Linked DNA regions of Mus musculus: regions 1 and 2 are each linked to region 3. Evidence: chromatin contacts called from public HiChIP or PLAC-seq and promoter capture Hi-C data. All regions are on one chromosome and are shown on one strand. The core of a region is the stretch at or near the end of the contact, and the rest is flanking DNA. Distances in the headings are between cores, read along the strand shown. Region 1 has its middle 7.8 kb from the start of Gm23817. Region 2 holds the start of Plekhd1os (pleckstrin homology domain containing, family D (with coiled-coil domains) member 1, opposite strand). Region 3 overlaps Exd2 (exonuclease 3'-5' domain containing 2).

Region 1 (4,826 bases), core at 225-2,724, 130 kb before region 3:
GGCTTCATTTCTCACTTTCTCCTTTGGTCCCCAGTCCCCCGCCCTTGGTTCTTACACATCCTCCTGTTTAGCCCCTAATGACTGTGCCAGTGCCTTGGCTCAGACCTTCATAGTCCCCAACAACTCATTTCCCAGCTGGCCACCCTTCAAGGTATCCCTGTGTCCTCTAGTCAGTCACCATCCTCTTGTCACAAATGACCAAACCCCAAACAAGGAAAGGGGCTCCTTTGACTAATGTAGCCAAACTTGTGCCTGAGCGTGGGTGGGGCTGAGGGCCCAGTGGAACCAGGGACTCTAGCCTTTTCACAAAAAGGTTCCCATTTCCCTGAAGCGGCAGTTCACTCTTCCCACAGATCAGCTTCTTCCTCTTGATGAGGAACATGACTGTCCATAGGGTCATCTGATTGTACCATTTGTGTGTGTGTACCTATGTGAATGTTCATGTGTGCATGTACAAGATGCACATGTGAACATGTATGCCTGGAAGCCAGAGGTAGACACTGGATGCCTTTCTCAAGCACTCTCTATTTTTAAATTTTATTTGTTTGTTTATTTATTTATTTACTTACTTATTTTTGAGACAGTGTCTACTATATAGCTTGGGATGTCCTGGAACTCACTATATAAACCAGGATGGCCTTCAACTCACAGAAATCTGCCTGTCTCTGCCTCCTGAGTGCTAGGATTAAAGGATTGTGCCACTGCTCCCAGCTCTGTTTATTTATTCAAAATGTCCTTATTTATTATATATGATGGGAGGGCACTTGTAATTTGGAGGAGTCTGTTCTCCTATCACGAAGGGCCTGAGGATTGAACTCAGGTCATCAAGCTTGGCAGCAGTCGTCTTTACATGGTGAGCCTACGCTATTTTTGAGACAGGGTCTCTCATTGTACCTGGAGCTCAGCAATTCAGGTAGGCTGGCCACCAAACTACAGAGATCATCGCAGCTCCACATCCCTCCCCCAGAATTCTGCACATCACCACTCCTGGCTTTTTAGTGAGTGGTGGGATCTGAACTGAGGTCTTGATGTTTGCACAGCAAGCACTTTACAAACTGAACCATCTCTCCAGCCCAATTCTCCCAACTGGCCATGGTTGGTTGACACCTGTGATGGCAATGGAGAGGTAGAAAATGGAAGGCTCTGAGCTTGGTGCCAACCTGGGCTACCAGTAAGAGACAAAGCAACATTATCACTTTTAAAGATTCATTCAAGCCAGCATGTCTGTGCATGCCTTTAACTCCAACTCTTGAAAGGCAGAGGCAGGTGAGTCTCTGAGTTCAAGGGCTGTCTGGTCTACACACCAAGTTCTGGGACAACCAGAACACACAAAAAAAGGGAGGAGTGAGAGGTAAGAGACCTAAGTGGAGGCCCAGAAACATAAGTTTAAACAAAGAACCATTCCCCAGGGTGAAACCCATCTGGCCAGCTGCAGCTGCTAGGAGTCACCAGTCCTGCTGCATTCTTTTCTACACTCAGGAGATACTGTTTCCTAGCAACCCTCCCACCCAAATGGCCAGGCCAGAACTGTTTGTGGCCTTGGTACCTAAAACAAATCAATCATTTTAAAAGTCAACTTCCCCGTAAACTTTGTACCCAATCATTTAATGTCAAGGCTGAGCAATCCCCAACTCCACCCCTGTTTGCATTGTTTTCCTTTAAAAACCCCTTTCCCTAGACTTCCCTAGACCTCAGGGTGGCTCTCCTATGCTGTTGCATCCGGATAGTTTGTGGCCCAAGCTTTCTCGAGCTTGAATAAAGACTCACGTGCTTGCATTGGAGTTGTGGTTCCTGGTGGTCTCTTTGGGGTTTTTGCAATCTGAGCTCAACAGAGGGAAGTTTGTTTTAAAGACTAGTCAGGTAAAAACAAACAAACAAACAAACAAACAAAAACCTCCTAAGGAAATGTTCTGATTGGCTCACTTCGGGTCACATGGCCTATGAAAGGTGGCTTCATTTTGTCCTAGTTTTAGCTGTTTTGTGTCCTTACCCTACCCAGTCCCTCAGAGCCCATCCTGCTGAACAGAGCATCCTCATGCAGCCACACCCCACTCCCGGAAGTCTATTGTTTTACAACCTAAGACAACTTGTTTAATGAAATGATCTGAAACTTTGGAGACCTGCTGTGATATAGTTGTGGTTTAGGGCTTTATAAACTTCTCTCACTTTGAGGGTCGGTGGAGAGTCCTTTCTGGTATGAGCCTGCTCTCTGACACTGAGAACTAAAAGACTCTTCACTGACTGTCATTTTCCAGTGGGCACATCTGTGTGATGGGCATTCCCTAATACGACCTCCTTAAGGATCCTCATTAAATGGTGGCACACCCTGTGTAAACCCTAATAAGGGTGGATCTGCTAATAAAGTTCTCCTAATAAATAAAGGACATCAGAAGTCATGGAGCCTTCCTCTAGTATTAGGAGTATTAGGAAAGCAATGGCTTCCACCTAAGTGTTCTCTCTCTTATATTGTTTACTCTGGGGCTCCAAGCTGCCATGTTGCAAGACGGCCCTTACGCAGAGGGCCCATGTGAGCAAGCATAGACCCAGATCAACAGCTGGAACTTGAGCACTCAGGGGTTCCTCTGAGGTCACATCAGGTCACTGAGATTTGAAAGAGGAAAAAAAGCCAGCAGGTGGAGTGGTATCTGCTGTGTGAGGGTCCTAACTGTAGTTAAGGAGGGTGCCACCTGGAGTCGGAAAGATCAGCAGAGCAATGGAAGAGAGAGAGTAGCCCAGGATGAGGTTGGGACAGGAGGGGTGTGAACTGAGCACTGTAGAGATCCAATAGGGATGGGATGCGATGCATTCTACCCTGGCACTTATCCTGCCAAGCCTTACATGAATAACTCACCTGGAAAGAGGTGCCCTGGTGGCTCCTATACCTAGGACAGTAGGCATCAAAAGCCAACTCCTGCCCGAGGAGTCGGCCCCACCCCTCCAAGCCACCTCCCTAGTTATGCAGCCCCATCATTCTGCTTTATTTTCTCCATCCACATCTCAGAACAATCCTGTTTGTCTTCTAGGGGGTGCATTGCTTTTTCTGTCCCTCTAGGGTACATGTGTCTGGAAACCAGGGGCCTTTGCCGGTATTGTTTATTGTTGTCTTTGTGCCCAGAATAGTGCTTGGAATGCACTAGGTGGTAAGCATGTATCGTTTTATTTACTTTTCCTACAGGCTTTGAACATCTCTTATGTACCAGGATATAGCAGATGTGCATTCAGCCTGGGGCCTTGCCTCGGGTAGCTTTGCAGGACTGATGCTGAGTAAGAAGGCCCCACACTTGGCTTGATTCTCTATTATTACTTTGAAATTCTCATTCTTGCACATGTATGTGTGGGTGTGTGTGGTGTGCATACCTGTATGTATGCGTGCTTGCATGTATGTGTACATACATGTGTGGGTACACATATTCCCATGTATGTGCATGCAGATGGAGGTAAGAAGTGGATATCCAGTGCCTCTCTTGATTAATCTTCACTTACTTACAAAGCATGTTCTCACTGAATGCAGGGCTGGTCAGCTCCTTGTCTTGCTAGTCAAGTTGATCTGAGAGCCTCTTTCTCTGGCCATGACGGCTGGGATCACAGGGCAGTAGCCATGCCTAACCAACTTTGTGTGGATGCTAAGCGTCCAAGTTCAGTTCTTGTGCTGGCTGGGTCTGCACTTTATCTACTGAACCATCTCCCAGGCCCAGTTTGGATTCGAGTTTGGGGCGGGGGACAGGGGTAGTAAAAGCTCATAATTTTTTTTTGTTTGTTTTTGTTTTTTTGAGACAGGGTTTCTCTGTGTAGCCCTGGCTGTCCTGGAACTCACTTTGTAGACCAGGCTGGCCTCGAACTCAGAAATTCACCTGCCTCTGCCTCCCGAGTGCTGGGATTAAAGGCATGTGCCACCACGCCTGGTTTAAAGCTCATAATTTTATTGTCTTCATAACAAAATCAACTTAGGTCTGGATCACTTGGCCCTTTCTCTTCTCATCACCTCCCAGTTTAAAATGCTTGCATCTCTTACTAGCCAGCATTCCTTAGCTCTGCAGTTACGCTTAGCACACTTGAGTCTCAGCACGATCTTCTTTGTAGTTTTAGCCTTTTCATGGAGGATAGGTTTAGTCTGCCCATCACAGCCACTCCGTTTCCTGTCAGCACGCTGCTTTCCCTGGGCAGACAGAGAACCCTTGCCCTTCTTGTACTGTGTCACCTTGTGGGGCTGGCGCTCCCTACATGTCTTGCAGAAGGTTTAGCGGGCCTTAGGAATGTTCACCATGTTCGAGGGAGCAATAGCAGCTCAGAAAACCCACTTTAGGTCACTAAAGACAAAGTCTATGGCTTCTGTTCCTGTTTGCACTAAAGCTGCTGCTCATGTACTCTGACTTTCATTCCCAGAGAGCTTGCCACGTGGTCTCAATGACAACAGTTGAGACCTGTGCCTCTTCTCTGTACAGTTGTAAATAATCTTTTTTTGTTTGTTTGTTTTGTTTTTTGAGTCAGGGTTTCTCTGTATAGCCCTGGCTGTCCTGGAACTCACTCTGTAGACCAGGCTGGCCTTGAACTCAGAAATCCGCCCGCCTCTGCCTCCCAAGTGCTGGGATTAAAGGCGTGCGCCACCACTGCCCCAAGTGAATACTCTTAACAGACTTGTTTTTAATATTTAAAGAATTGTAAAAAATAAAAAAATATGTGTTTTTCAGAGATGGTGTAGTTTAATAGTAATTTCTGGGAATCGGATATCTTTGGATCCCAAGCCCAGTCCTTTCCTAGCTGTGTGACCTTGAGTGTTGCAAACACTGTCTCTGAGTCTGGACTTCATTACAAATGGAGACAAGCAC
Region 2 (4,417 bases), core at 953-3,452, 210 kb before region 3:
AACTCTCAGCTCCTCCTGCGCCATGCCTGCCTAGATGCTGCCATGCTCCCACCTTAATGTAATGGACTGAACCTCTGAACGTGTAAGCCAGCCCCAATTAAATGTTGTCCTTTATAAGACTTGGTTTAGTCATGCTGTCTCTTCACAGCAGTAAAACCCTAACTAAGACGCATGATATCCGTAGAAACAAGCATAGATGCAAATTACAAAAAAAAAAATAAATAGACAAAATCTAAAATCATACACAAAAACTGAAAAAAAAAAAGTGTCAAATAAAACAGGCTCCTGAAACAGAGCTCGCCCTCCCATGATGCCCCTCAGTCTCCGAGTTGTCACCTTTCCCTTACGTGTGGCTTGCTCTGCCCGCAAAGACCACGTGTGAGAGATTGGAGTTTTTTGTGGCAGTAGAGAAGGCTGGGCTGGGGTCAGAGAGACTGAGGAATGGGCCAACTTCTGCCTAAATTATAGATCACCCAACAGCAGGATACCTCCTGGGGATTAGTGAGGACAAGATGCAGGATTTAAACTTCTGGGGGGTTTGATCTTGGAGCCAAAGTTACCTCACCCTCAAGAGGCCAGCGGGAACCTACCCATGGATGGATGGGTGTGTAGGGTATGGATTCCCAGCAAGGAGAGTGAGCTGAGCCTCAGAGGGCATCCCATCTACCTCTTGCCGACCCAGGCTGAAGCCAAGGCCACCCCCCATCCACTCCTCCTGTTCAGAGGGCTCAGGTCTTTGCGTTTATGCTCCCCTGAGAAGAAGAAAAGGTCAATTTGGCCAATTTACCCTCACTCTTAATGAACACTCTTGAGTCCCTTCCCTCCCTTTGCCCACAGGAAAGTAAGCTAACAATGAGAGCATCCTCCTACTGCTGTTTGAGAAAGGTGAGGGTAGAGGTGGTGGGGTACTGGGAGCTCCGGCTAAGACAGACCCGAGGAGGAGAGTTTGAAAGAAGTCAGCCAGCCGCAGCCAGTTCCATCCTGCCCAGTGGTTATTTATGCAGCATGGAGCCCTTCCAGGCCTCTTCCCCTCAGCTGCCCACTAGGGCATTGATTTCTCTAATGGCAAGCTTCTGCAGTGGAGGGCATTGGCTGCTCTGTCCCAAGCCTTCCTGTGGTCACTAATTATCTGAGGTCCAGAGACTGCACTTCACAAATGGGAAAGTGGAGCCCAGAGGCCCTACTGGGCAGCAAGAGGAGGCTGGCTGTGCATCACTCCTCTGTACCCAGACTTTCTGACTGGCTGTTACTGACTCAAGGGGAAATGGAGGATGGGGAGGTGATCCTCCCAGAGGAGGGGCCGTGAACAAAGACCTAGAGCTGGCAGGTAGGAGGTTTTCTGAGACCCAGAGGAGAGAGAGTCTGCACAGGAAGCTCTTGAGACAGAGGTGACAGCCTCTTTCAGAGGACACAGAACTAACTTGGTCCTGCAGTTACTGTTTTGACTTAGACTGACTGGTTTGGTTTGGGCCGCTGTGGGAACTGCTGTTGGAAACTTGGGGCCCCAACTCCAAGTGCCCTGGGCTATCAGCCTCAAATTAACTGTTTATGCAGGAGCCAGGCTCACCCGCCCCCAACCCCATACAGGGAGCCAGGACACTCAGCCTGGCACCTACCACATACCGGATGCAATCGGGTGAAGATGCCTGGCAGGGTAGTCTTAAATTAAATGAGGACTCAGAAGAGTACCTGGGATAGTCAGACCCAATGGAGAGAGATGGCTGCCTACAGTAGTGCTCAGGATATTCTGCTGGGAGTCAACAATAACCCCTCCCGTCCCCTCCCCTCCCCTACCTCTGCACTCACCACACACACACACACACACACACACACACACACACACACACACACAAGTGGCAGAGACAGAATGTTCTTGGCCCTCAGTGGCTGCCATCAGACAGTTCAGCCCTGTGAGTCTCTCATATAATCTTCACTCTGCACAGAGCCTTCACTTAAAACATCAGAGGAAAACTCAACTTGGGAGGCACTCAAGGGGGTCTGTAATCCATTAAGTCCCCAAGAGAAATCAGGCAGAAGTAATAAAAGTGTATGAAACCAGCTCTGTAAAACATGAAATCCCATCCACACCTCCATTTGTCCTGAGGTCTTACAGGAATATTAAATTATTCATCAAAATTGATCAGAACTAACCACTACCACACACACGTGATCTGCAGCCCTGAAAACATCAGAGGCCTTCAGACTCAAGGTGTGGGAGGGAGAGGGGGCTGTGCTTCCAAGAATGTTCATACCCTCCAGGGAGGGACCAGGACGAAGTCTGAGTCTTCTAGACACTGCAGGAAATCTGTGTTGACTTAATGATAAAAGCTGTGTAGAAAATGGCCTAGTGCACATGCAGTCAGCTTTGTGAGGTTCCTGCAAGCCCAGGTCTGGGAGTGCCCCTTCTCCCAACACTTGTCATGGCCATAGAAAGCCCTATTGGCATCTGGGCTTTCCTTTGGAGTTGGGGCAGAGAGCCTCGTGCTGATAATAGGGCAAGGATTGCCCAACACCCCCTCCCAACCAGTCCTTTGGACAGGACCAATATATCCTCTCTCCCACTCTAACTTCAGTGATGTCAGGGCACAGTTTCCAACACAACTCCTTAGAGAAGGTTTGTGATTCTCCTTTCTCCCGAGTACTTCAGAGTGGCAGTGGTCGGGCTTGCTCAAATACCATGTAAGGTTGAGGATGCGTGAAAGGATAGAGGAGAGAGACGCCCATTTCCCAGCCCACTTAAAGCCTCGGCCAAGGGATGGAATTGGCTGTGGAGGTCTCTGGAGAATCTGGTTGGGATGGGATTTCTCCTTCTGCAGACTGGCCCGACCTAACCTCAATCTCTAGCCCACATGCAGCCTCGCCACTTGGGACTCGCGACTTAGTTCATTCCACAGAGAATTCCCGGCATCTACCGGCCATTCTAGCTCTAGCGACCAATTAAAGTCGCATCTTCCAGGTGGGGGACAGCATAGAGAGAAACTGGCTGGGCAGGTCAAGGTCACAGCGGAAGGCTGAGGCAGGGCGGTGACTAGATGAGTGGGAGGGGTCCTGAAGCTCGGGGCTCCCTCCCGGGGTAGGGAGGGGTGGGGAAGGGAGGTCTCCCAGGACGCGGGGGACACAACTCACCGCCGGGACCACTTGGCCGAGGATCTCCCGAACGGCCGTTTCCACAGAACCCCGTAGAGCTGCACTTTGGTGCTGATGTCCAGCGCGTCCGCGTCCGCCTGCTCCAGGGACGGCGATGGCGACACGGAGTTGGACTTGGATGTGAACATCGTATCTCGAAGACTGTGCCCTGGCCGGGCCCACTCCCTTCGTGGGACTGGAAGGGACAGGGAGGACAGTGGGAAGCAGTGGGCACGGCGAGTGCAGGCAGCTGGGAACGCCGTCGGGGCGCGTATCCCGACGAGCGGAGCGGAGAGCGGAGGGGCGCGGGAAGCTTAGCCAGCGGCTGGGGCGAAGCTCCAGAGCGCTGTTGGCCGGGAGGGAACTCCGCGGGGAGGGCAGCTCCGCCGCAGGCTCGCAGCATCACCCCCCTCCTCCCCTCCCGTGCCTGCAGCCTCAATTCTGGTAGCCTGGATTGGCTGGGAGTGGCAGGTGAGCGGCTCAGGCCGGCAGCGAGCGCCAATCAGGGTTGGCGCCTACTGCAGGAACTAGCTCAGTGAGTCTGCAGGGTCCTGGTCGGTCACTCAGCCCGGGATTTGGCCACTACACCTCCCCACCCCCACTCAGGCGCCCAACGCTCCCCCAGTTCCTTGTGGTCCGTCCTGCCTTCATCAAAACGCTGGCCAGGTATGGTCAGTGATGAGCAGGAGTCACTCCGCTGCCACCTGCTCGCCTCTGGGCGTGGGAGTGGTGTTAGGGAACTGCGCTTGCCATTCCAAACTCCGGCTTTAAACGTCTCGACTAGCCGTTGGATCGTGTTTTTCTCACCTGTAAAGCGGAGACTCTCCTACCTCTTAGGGGGTAGGCTGGTGGTCAGCTAAGACTTCGGTAAGTGCCCAAGGACCAGCCTCGAAAAGAGGTCCCAGTAAGATTCATGGCCCTTCCCTGTCCCCGCCAAGTCTGCCTGGACCAGATCGGATTTCTTTTCCTGACACTTGGCAGTCTGTGTTGGCATTTGGCACTCAGTGTCAATCTCAAACTGTCAATGCAGTTTGTATTCATGATTTATCTGCGCGCCGCCTGTGCTCCCCAGGGCTACCTGTCTACTTCCGCTCTCGGTGTAGTGTAGGCATTTGTTGACCGCGTCACTTTATAGCCAGGCCTTGGGGACTACCTCACCTCCTACTCTGCAAGTGGAAAGACACTCCAAAGGCTGAAGGGTTTGTTTGCATTCTGGGGCCGCTCCCCTCCCTCTCCTCCTTCTGGACTCTTCAAGGTTGGAAAGCCACTGGCCCTCAGTGATTGACCTGTG
Region 3 (4,271 bases), core at 55-2,554:
AAACAGAAACTGCTATGGAAAACAAACTAGATAATTCATTGCCTAGAATTCTGCCACAGGTTTGTATTAACCTAAAACACAAATTTTCCTAAATTTTCCCTAACGTTTTGAAAGGATGAACTAGTAACTGGCTTGAAGACAACTGAAGGTTGAGACCTAGACAGAATATCTGAGAAAGGTCAATGATGAGATGGAAATGACCGGAAGAAACCAAAACCAGAACCAAAACCAAACCAACTTTCAAACACTTACCAACTGTGTTCTGCACAACAGGGCCAAGAAACTACCTCTTCCAGCATCAAAATAGTACAGATGTAAATCACAGGGGTTGGAGAGATGGCTCAGTGATTTAAGAGCACTGGCTGCTCTTCCAAAGGATCCAAGTTCAATTCCCAGCACTCAGATGGCAGCTCACTGCTGTAACTCCAGTTATAGAGAGCTGACATTCTCACACAGACATACATGTCAGCAAAACACTGGTGCACATAGAATAAAAATAAATGCATCTTTTCAAAAAATTTATATCACATAATGGCTAAACTGAAGGCCCTACAGACAGCTATACAAAATCCTAAAGGATTACCTCTAAGGGTAAAAGATTAAAGGATTCCTTTCTGGAGACACAAGCAGCCAGAGGGACGAGATGCTGAAAGCTTCTAAGAAAGTGTTTGATGGTCTAGGAAGGTATTTTGATGTTGATAAATGCAAGTTATGAAGGATTTATCTTTTTTGTAAACTTAAAAAGATTGTTATAAGCTTCAGGAAAGACACTTGAGTCAAATGGATTCAAGATGAGTACTGTCAAGTAACGACCTGTTTCCCTCCCTACCTGCCTATTCCTGGGGGTAGGGTAGGATCTATTTCCCTTACCCTGGTCCTGGGACCCCCCCACCCCTCCTCCAATTACCAAGACCATAGGCCCAAGAGTTTCAAAATACACACCCAAGAAAAAGGTTTTCTCATAAACTCCTTAACTTTCTCTCCTGCCCCTAACATCGAGGTGTTTCCTCAGAGCCTGCATCCAGGAAAGCTCTAAACCAGTTATTCACACACAGGTGCTCTGGCCTAGCCTCACAGACTGCTTCAACTGGGCCTACACAGCCCTCCCCCCAGACAGGCCAGTCTGGACAGCAGTGAAACAACCAGTTCTTCCTGGACTTGGCCCACATCCCATAACGGTGCCCCAATGTTAGCAGGAAGTAGGGGCTGGGATGTTTGGTTTAGGACCCCGGACAAGGGACTGAGGTGCATATTTTACATATCAAAGCAGACCTGGCCTCCATGTTCTCCCAGCATCCCTCAGTTCCTGTCTGGCATACCCTGCACCCAACCCTGAACTTTACAGCCCGGGGGGATCCTCCCTCTGTAAACTAGACATTTGGTCTCATTTTTTCCTTCTCGGCTCTCTCTCTATGCACTCTTGCCCTTTCTCCCCCCAACCCTCACCTCTCTCTCTTCTCATGGTGACTCTCTTAGCCTCAATCCTTGGGGCCAGTGAACTTGCCACAGAGCAGCTTCCTAATAAACCTGCACTTAATATATTCCAATCTGGCTTGAATTGGCTCATTTGACTGGTGGCAGAGAAATAACCTATCAGATACACAATTACTGACCCCTGACTAACTACAGCTACTGAAAAGGAGCCCATCAGCCCCCAAAGTCCTGCTGTAACTGCTCTGTACTCAACCCACTACTTTTGTTTGTTGGTTCATTTTTGTTTTTCCAAAACAGGGTTTCTCTGTGTAGCCCTGGCTGTCCTGAAACTTGATCTATAGACCAGGCTAGCCTCAAACTCAAGATATCCGCCTGCTTCTGACTCCCAAGTGCTGGGATTAAAGGTATTTGCCACCATTGTTCAACCCAATTCACTTGATGATTTTTAAACATTAACTACTGCAAGGTGGTGGTGCCTTTAATCCCAGCACTCTGGGGGCAAGGGCAGGCAGACTGGATCGCTGTGAGCTGAAGGGCAGCCTGGTCTTGTTTGCTGACAACTGACCCAACAGAGTCAGGTCTTTGTGCTTGGAGAGCTCTCTCTAATTGGTCCCCACCTTTCCTTCCAATTTACTAGCCAACTGGGATTAACATTTAAAAAGGCAACCCTGGGTCCAGAGAGATGGCTCAGCAGTTAAGAGCACTATCTCTTCTAGGGGTCCTGAGTTCAATTCCTAGAAACCACATGGTATCTCACAACCATCTGTAATGGGATCCGGTGCGCTCTTCTGGTCTGTCTGAAGATAGCTACAGTGTACTCATATACATAAAATAGAAAACTAAATCTTGGCTACCAAGAGCTGCTTTTATTTTCATTAAATATGTCCTCTATCTTCTGCTTACTCCTAATTGTGTACCTCAATATTCTTGGTCAGGAGACAAGAACCAGACAGGAAGCCAGGCGTGGTGGTACACACCTTTAATTCCAGCACTAGGGAGGCAGAAGCAGGCGGATTTCTGAGTTCGAGGCCAGCCTGTTATACAAAGTGAGTTCCAGGACAGCTAGGGCTACACACAGAAACCCTGTCTCCAAAAACCAAAAACCAAAAAAAAAAAAGAACCAGACAGACAAGAAAATTTCCAGCAGTTACAGCTGTGAGCCACCCTGCCCAGCTCCATGTGACATGATTCTATCAATATTCATCCATGCTAAAGTTGAGAAACTGGCACATGAGAAGGAGCTCTGAGGAAAAAGAGGTGATGCAGGGAACGGAAGGAAAGCAGAAACCCTTCCCACTCTGTGTCAACAGCCTGCAGCCTAAGCAGAGACAGAAGCTGTCTCAATAGAGTGTGCTCAGGGTGCAGCTAAAGGTGCTGGCTCGGCAGCTTTCCTACCAGACCTGTGGGAAAGCCAGGGGCAGCTACAGTGAGTCTGTATTCCTACAACTCCCACCCCAAGACACGAGACAGAGGCAGGACACTAGGAGACTGTCTCAAGGATCAATGCGGGGGATCCAATAATCCAAAAAGAATATGTTCTTTAAAAAAAAAAAAAAGGAGGATAGTAAATGTCAAAGAAAATAATCTGGCTGGGCGTGGTGTTGCACGCCTTTGATCCCAGCACTCCGGAGGCAGAAGCAGGTGGATTTATGAGTTCGAGGCCAGCCTGGTCTACAGAGTGAGTTCCAGGACAGTCAGGGCTATACAGAGAAACCCTGTCTCAAAAAAACAAAAAACAAAACAAAACAAAAAAAATAATCTGAGGATTCTTTCCTGAACTGGAGACAAGAACATCCAGACAGAAAGGGTCCACTAAGTCCTACTACTGTGCATAAAATCTGGCCTCTACTCATGTTTAGCATCAAGGATTTCACACAAGGAAGGAAAGAACTTCCAGAAAGAACAGTCACACACTCAAATGTTCAAAACCAGAATACAAGGAGTACAGCCTTAAAAGTTCTGCAAGAAAATGGCTTCTGCCCTAAACTGCTATTAGGCATACGACTGGCTAAGAGAGGGAACTCACTTGTCCTTTCAGACATGCAGGGTAACAAGAGGACAGAGCCATGGGACTTAGACAAACTTGGGATCCAGTATGGAAGAGAAGTGAAGGGAGCCATGGACAGACAGAAGAAGCGAGTTTCAGACTGCAGTGTGCAGCAGATCTGCAGAGCCAATAATCCTGAGCAGAAAAGAGCTGCAGGAAGACAGCAGAGGGCCATAGAGAGACAATGGTGGGTCGGAGGAAGAGAGCAGAGGGCAGAGCCATAGGGGAATACCAGAGGGCAAAAGGACACAGGAGGACAGCAGAGGGACGTAAGGACAGAACCATAGGAAACTGGGCATGTGTGTTTAGTCTCTCAATGCATTTCAGAGAGTCAAGAGCTGGGGTTAAGTCAGTAGTGTGCAGAAAACTAAGAGAACAAAAGTACAAATCATATATCCTGGGAAAACAAAGTATTATTCTTGATGAACGTGGAGTATCTATTTATACTGCAGAGATGTGTTAGGGAACAAATTCTTGTTTGAGACTCAGGAACTGGAAGAACCCTAAGTCATATATATGTATAAGAAGTCAAAACATACTACGTAAAAATAAGAAAGAATGATACATGGATATAGTCTAAAAGTACAATGGTAATTACCAAAAAGAAATTAAAATGGTCACCTCTGGGTAGAAGAGCAAAAGAAGGAAGGCGGTGGCAAAGGCAGAGAACTGCTTACTGTTTCTTATGAGATTTATAGCATTTTAAAAAATGTTTATGCATTTGTATTCCTGGAAAAAAGCACATTTTCTGACACATTAAAAGTAATACACCATAGGGACTCTAATGTCA

What was found. Promoter capture Hi-C pulls out the DNA fragments that hold promoters and counts their contacts. HiChIP or PLAC-seq counts read pairs in DNA pulled down with a chosen protein or histone mark.
Region 1: a contact with region 3 is called in an H3K27ac HiChIP or PLAC-seq map of embryonic stem cells, with 7 read pairs. The contact joins two enhancer-like sites. A contact is called at or near these places in 3 of 39 promoter capture datasets (3T3-L1-derived adipocytes, cranial neural crest and embryonic stem cells), 16 of 484 Hi-C or Micro-C datasets (the AML12 cell line, the HL-1 cell line, the HPC-7 cell line and 7 more), 7 of 115 datasets of contacts at active chromatin or transcription factors (embryonic stem cells and trophoblast stem cells) and 4 of 9 other capture datasets (adipose tissue, embryonic stem cells, liver and 1 more).
Region 2: a promoter capture Hi-C map of embryonic stem cells shows a contact between it and region 3, with 2.0 times the contacts expected there. The contact joins the promoter of Plekhd1os here to the enhancer-like site in region 3. A contact is called at or near these places in 2 of 39 promoter capture datasets (embryonic stem cells and neural stem cells), 6 of 484 Hi-C or Micro-C datasets (adipose-derived mesenchymal stem cells, cerebellar granule neurons, liver and 3 more), 2 of 115 datasets of contacts at active chromatin or transcription factors (both in embryonic stem cells) and 3 of 9 other capture datasets (adipose tissue, liver and pancreatic islet).

Annotation. Positions count from the first base shown.
Region 1 is chr12:80,612,734-80,617,559 of GRCm38.p6, reverse strand. It overlaps the pseudogene Gm46364. Among named protein-coding and RNA genes, the nearest start is that of Gm23817, 7.8 kb to the left of the region's middle. Within about 2 kb of position 1,474, at least 28 of the 459 cell types and tissues checked have an H3K27ac peak or open chromatin away from gene starts, as enhancers often do. A contact at or near this core is called in embryonic stem cells, where this site is marked.
Region 2 is chr12:80,691,737-80,696,153 of GRCm38.p6, reverse strand. Plekhd1os (pleckstrin homology domain containing, family D (with coiled-coil domains) member 1, opposite strand) reads left to right here and starts at 2,202. Exons shown (of 3, transcript NR_037995.1): 1 at 2,202-2,209; 2 at 3,694-3,993. It overlaps Plekhd1 (pleckstrin homology domain containing, family D (with coiled-coil domains) member 1), which reads right to left and starts at 3,553. Exons shown (of 13, transcript NM_001177503.1): 1 at 3,127-3,553. The coding sequence starts at 3,275.
Region 3 is chr12:80,484,489-80,488,759 of GRCm38.p6, reverse strand. All of the region lies in intron 4 of Exd2 (exonuclease 3'-5' domain containing 2), which reads right to left. Among named protein-coding and RNA genes, the nearest start is that of 2310002D06Rik, 21 kb to the left of the region's middle. Within about 2 kb of position 1,304, at least 8 of the 459 cell types and tissues checked have an H3K27ac peak or open chromatin away from gene starts, as enhancers often do. A contact at or near this core is called in embryonic stem cells, where this site is marked.